2 separate regions of the Mus musculus genome follow, and region 1 is linked to region 2. The links are chromatin contacts, called in public Hi-C maps. All regions are on one chromosome and are shown on one strand. The core of a region is the stretch at or near the end of the contact, and the rest is flanking DNA. Distances in the headings are between cores, read along the strand shown. Region 1 has its middle 13 kb from the start of 4930533K18Rik. Region 2 has its middle 61 kb from the start of Fam13c.

Region 1 (2,876 bases), core at 216-2,715, 480 kb after region 2:
GATAGATGGCTCAGTGGTTAAGAGCACTGACTGCTTTTCTAAGAGGTCCTGAGTTCAATTCCCAGCAGCCACATGGTTGCTCACAACCATCTGTAATGGGATCGGATGCCATCTTCTGGTGTGTCTGAAGACAGCTATGATGTATTCATAAAAATAAAAGCAAAAGCCAGGCATGGTGGCGCACTCCCAGCACTCTGGAGGCAGAGGCAGGCAGATTTCTGAGTTCGAGGCCAGCCTGGTCTACAAAGTGAGTTCCAGGACAGCCAGGGCTATACAGAGAAACCCTGTCTCGAAAAACCAAAATAAATAAATAAATAAATAAATTTAAAACCAAAAAAGAAAAAAATGAGTCACTTTTTCATCAGTATCCAGCTTCATGTATTTTATTATAACCAAGGAGAGGACTAATAATGTCTTTCGTACCTAGAAAATTCAAAACCTATTCTGTACCTTTCACAAGATGTCCCTTAGTTAAACCTCTAAAACTTCTCCAAGCACATTTATCATACAGCTATTTATGAGAAAAAGGAGGAGAGTCATGGCTGAGTCCTGTAATGCATGATTCTCTTCTGGCCTACAGTCCTGCCTCCCTCGCTCCCCCCCTTCCTAGCTCATTTCTTCCTTTATGTAAAACCTGCTATTTCATTGCAAGATATTATAGTTTCTATGCACAGATTGTAGATTCTATAGAACACATGAACCTAAGGGATTGACTTAATAGGAGCACATACTTTCTTTTTTTTTAACATTTTAAAAAATTTTTTAAATTATTTTTTAATTCATTTATTTTATGTATGTGGGTACATTGTTGCTGTCTTCAGACACACCAGAAGAGGGCATCGGATCCCCGTTACAGATGGCTGTGAGCCACCATGAGGTTGCTGGGAATTGAACTCAGGACCTTTGGAAGAGCAGTCAGTGCTCTTAACCACTGAGCCATCTATCTCTCCAGCCCGGAGGACATACTTTCAACATATGATTTAAAAAACAAAACAAAACAAACAAACAAAAAAGCCCCACCAATTTCACTGATGGAATAAATTCTCAATATTGTTCTAGATGCTGACCGCGCTAAATCATAAGCCCTTTAGTGTTTCCTGTCAGAAAGCATTTCAGTGAAAACATTTAGAGAGGTGGCTGAATCAAAAACGAGATTGCTCGAATTGCAAGGATGGTCATCATAAATAGCAAGATAGCCACCCAGCCAGTGAGAGAGATCTTGTGAAGCAGGGCAAAGACGGAGGCTACACACCATCTCCTGTGGCATCCTTATAAATGAGCTACAGCATTCAGAGAAGAAGCCGAGGAAACATACTAATTTTAACCTCAAATTATATAAAACTGAATGCTATCATCAAAGCCATCTGCGTAAAGGAAAAAAAATGCAAGAAATCTTGACTCACTGGCTCATCGATATTGCTGACTGGACTCACATGACAGACGGGAATGTCTGAGCCTCTGACAGGGTCGGGTGACTCACAATGCTTGGGAACTTTCCGCCCCCACACTTTTCTCTTCCTAAGATCTTCTGCTGGATTCCACGGAGAGCCCAATCTACCTTGATCCTCCAGTCTTAGTACTACAGACACTTAGAATAGCGGCTTATCTACCATCTGTGCTGTTAGTCTAGAACTCTCTAATGATGAGGGAACATGGCTGTAAGGGCAGAGCAGAGGAGATCATGCTTGCTTTAGAAGAGTCTATGGTGGTAATTGCATGAATTTATTGTTCCTGCTTAAATTTACTAATATAACTATTTTACCTTTTTCATGTCTGCATTAAGTTACTTTGATGTTGCTATGATAGAATACCATGATCAAAGTCAACCTAGGGAACAAGAAACTTATTTTGGTTTATGGTTCCAGAGAGACAGAGTCTATCCTAGAGGGGACAGCATGGCCTAATGGCATTTTGTCAGCACACAGGAAGCAGAGAGAGAGGACAGGAAGTGGTGAGAGACTATAAAAGCTCACATCTCATCCTCCAGTGACATACTTCCTCCAGTGAAGCTCATCTCCCAACTGCACCATAACCTTCTCAAACAGTACCACCTACTGGGGACCATGTTTTCAAATACATGCACCTACATAGAATATTTCTCATTCAAACTTCCACAATGTCATAAAAAAAATCTGAGATTTGGGGCATATAAAGTAGCCAATTTTCAAAGCCAGTTAATCAGTGTGCATTGATTGAAAATCTCTCTCACTTCAGGAGGCGTGACATTTGGTTGCAGTACAGACTGAATAGGGTCTCATGACTTAATAGATAACAATCCTGGACATTTATAAATACCCCTTTATGGTTCGTGAAGCGATTTGCTACATTTTACTTCATTTGATGCAGTTGATTCTTCATTGCTGACATTGAATGGGAGCCAAGAATAAACTAATTACGCTCCAGAAATTACTTTTCTTTCAACTCACTGCCATAAGGGAGCCCAGGTCTGCAATACTGTATCTCCCACCCTTAGCTGCATCTAACAAAGAGAAGGAAGGGTAGCCTATCTTTCCCCCAATTCTGGCTCTCACTGGCTGGTGTAGTACCTAGTTCATTGATAACTCCGGTCTTTAGAGTTCTCCCAGAGACAGTGTCACATCACCACGGGTATGCCTGATCACGTGACTCTCTGTGCTTTGCAACCCACGACAAGGCAGCTGTGGCATCCATCACCTCTGGTGTGCCTGGTCATGTGACTCCCGGTGCTTTGCGCCTCTGAGGAGGCAGGCGGGTTTCTACAGTCATTTCCTTCAGATTTCTAAGAGCTGTCTGTGCAGACTTGTTAGCACTGTCTCCAGATGTTTTCTAGGGTAAGAAAGCCTCTGCTGTTTGAAGGTGCTGCTGTATAAACTCTGTCTTACATCGTGGGATTCTCC
Region 2 (2,710 bases), core at 64-2,563:
GGGTGGGGGTGGGGGTGGGTATAAGCAATTTTATTTTAGCTACAGTCTCATAATGTATCATTTAGCTTGTCTGACACATCCGAAAGACACATCTGTAAGAACAGAGAGCAGATCAGGGGTTTCTCAGATGGTACTTGATTGAGCTTCGGGGCCATTGATAATTGAAATAGGGGTTAATTGAACACGCACATTGTAATACAGCAATGCTCAGTCAGGTAATGGGGGCAGCTAATAACTGATAAATGGGTGGGTGGCATATATGTTATGGATACTCTGGAAGGGGGATGATTTATGTCCTATAAAGAACAGAGACGGATGGCATAGGACTTCATCAAGCTATCCAGATGGCGTGCAATTTAAAACTTATGGTTTTATTTCCGGAACTTTCTATTTAATGTTTGTGGACCGTTGTCATCAACTGTGTGACTAAAACTGGAAATCCAAACTGTTTTTCTCAGTTGTGCCCATCCTTGGAAAACCAGGGGTGACTCTTGGTTTAACCCAAATGAAGCAAGCTGTGTTCTTATGGTGGCGTGCGAGACAGATCAGAACGGCGAGTCTCAGCTTGTTGGCGTTGTGTTTAGAAGGTGTGTATGTGTGAATTATCCACACCTGACCTAGATTTTCTTGATTTCTGTCACAGAGTCTGGTCAGTGGTCAGGTGTAGGTGATATGAACAAAGGTGTAAAGAACTCATATTTCAAGATGTGGTTCTGAACCCACGTTGTCCTGTATGTTGTGATCTTGATTGTTGCACGGCCTCAGAAGGACCACACCAGGCCAAACAGTTCCATGTGAGGTTTATTGGGAGAGAGAGAAGGGCAAGGTGGTGGTGGAAAGAGAAGGGGGAAGAGAGAGAGATGACGTAATCACACGTAAAGGTGGAAGGTGAGCCAAGTAGATTTTGGGAATACAGTGGCTGTTGCCTTGATAACAGGTGTGCGGGTCCCACCTATGTGATGGCATGGGTTTTGGAGGTCCTGATACCAACAGTGCATAGCTTGGTGGTCTGGCCCTGAGGATCAAGTGTTTTCTGTGCCAAAGAGATAGGACTCAGGAACATGATGTTAGAGGAGCCTTTTCTCTCTGGTGCTTTCCTAGTCTGTCTTTGCTGTTGCTATATGCTAACCCCTTAGCTTTATCAAGCCCTTTTTATTAGTACAACCCCCGGGGATCCATTGCTTCCTTTCATCTGCCTGATCCTACTCAACTGAGCGAGCAGCCATGTGACTGTTGTCCTAAACAGAGTGACTCAGAAAGATTGAATAGAGGGAGCTACAGCTGGCAGCTGTAGAAACAAAGGCAGGCATCACATGATGAGCAGGAGGCAGGCCCTGGGTCGAGACTAGAAGCAACCAGTGGGAGAGAGAAGATGGGCCAGCCGTGAATGGCACGGCTCACAATGGCTACAGCAATGTGACTCCTTTAGGACAAACAGCATCTTTATGTGAGCGTGACTTTAACTCAAAATAAGAGGAAGAATGGCAGATGTATCCTGGACATGGAGCTTTGTCTGTCTCCTCTTGGTCCTCATGTGATCCTGGCACAGTGATTACATACATGCCCGGGCTCAGGGGCAGAGAGACAGTGGTATACACACTGCATCTTGCAGATGTGTTCAACTTAAATAAGCTTTCTGGGTTAGTTCTCATATGGTCAAATTGGAATAAGAATACCTCATTTCACTATTATTTGTGTTTCATGAGCTCATGTATACAAAGGGCCCTTGCATATTTTGAAAGGCAAATAAGTATTGCAGAGATCAAATAAAAGCTAGATATTATTGTTTATTGTAAAAATTATTGCAATACTTTTCCCCCCATAATCTACACTTGGGCTACATTGGTAACTGGGTTGAGGAAATGAACAATCATTTCCTAGTACTTCATAAATCTACGTTGGTTAATTTTTATCACTTTACTGAAATAACTGAGAAGAGCAACTTAAGGAGGAAATATTTAATTCATTTACAGTTTTGGCCATGGTCAGCCAACTCTATTGCATTTGGGCTCAAGGTAAGGCTGAAACATCCTTTCAGAAGCCACTGTCAGAGCCAATAGGAATGCAATGGAGAAAAGAAGAAAAAAGGCATTCTGGGTATGGAAAGGGGAGGGAGGAGGAGGAGTGGGTAGAAGGAGAGGAAGAAGAGAGGCAGATGGCAGGGATAGGACCCATGGTTCTGAGCCACATTCTTAGCTACCGCTTTCCTCCAGACAGGGACCATCCCTTAATATCCCATCTGGTTCAAACTCATCAATAGGGCAACCCACTGGTGGAACTAGCTCCACCATGATCCCATTACATCTCAGCAGAACCACAATTACATTGTCTAGACCACAGCCTATGGGGGGAACTCTTCACATCCAAACCATAGTTAGTGCCTTTGATAAAAGGAAATTTCCAGAACAGAAGCTTACACTTCCTTCCTTAAACAAAGCAGAAAAAACACAAAAACCTATACCTAAAACAGCGATACCCCAAGGGACAGTCCCTGTACTCTTATCTCTGTATTCAAATGGTCCAGCAGTAAGAATTTAGATGAAGGTATTCAGGGACCAGAGTGATGAGAGTCCTGTCCACCTTAACTTCTCAAACCAGATGGTTTCCAGAAGGTAGAATCAATGAAAATATCTAAGAACTTGACCTTTAGAGGAAGAACACCAAAGGCTATGCTTTAATATCTAAATATATGTAGAACCTGTTTACAACC

What was found. Hi-C and Micro-C count contacts between places; a contact is called where the count stands out from the background.
Region 1: a Hi-C map of cortical neurons shows a contact between it and region 2. The contact joins two enhancer-like sites. A contact is called at or near these places in 3 of 39 promoter capture datasets (the C10 cell line, the HPC-7 cell line and hippocampal neurons) and 1 of 484 Hi-C or Micro-C datasets (cortical neurons).

The regions. Positions count from the first base shown.
Region 1 is chr10:70,854,691-70,857,566 of GRCm38.p6, forward strand. No RefSeq gene overlaps it. Among named protein-coding and RNA genes, the nearest start is that of 4930533K18Rik, 13 kb to the right of the region's middle. Within about 2 kb of position 1,466, at least 29 of the 459 cell types and tissues checked have an H3K27ac peak or open chromatin away from gene starts, as enhancers often do. A contact at or near this core is called in cortical neurons, where this site is marked.
Region 2 is chr10:70,378,913-70,381,622 of GRCm38.p6, forward strand. No RefSeq gene overlaps it. Among named protein-coding and RNA genes, the nearest start is that of Fam13c, 61 kb to the right of the region's middle. Within about 2 kb of position 1,314, at least 58 of the 459 cell types and tissues checked have an H3K27ac peak or open chromatin away from gene starts, as enhancers often do. A contact at or near this core is called in cortical neurons, where this site is marked.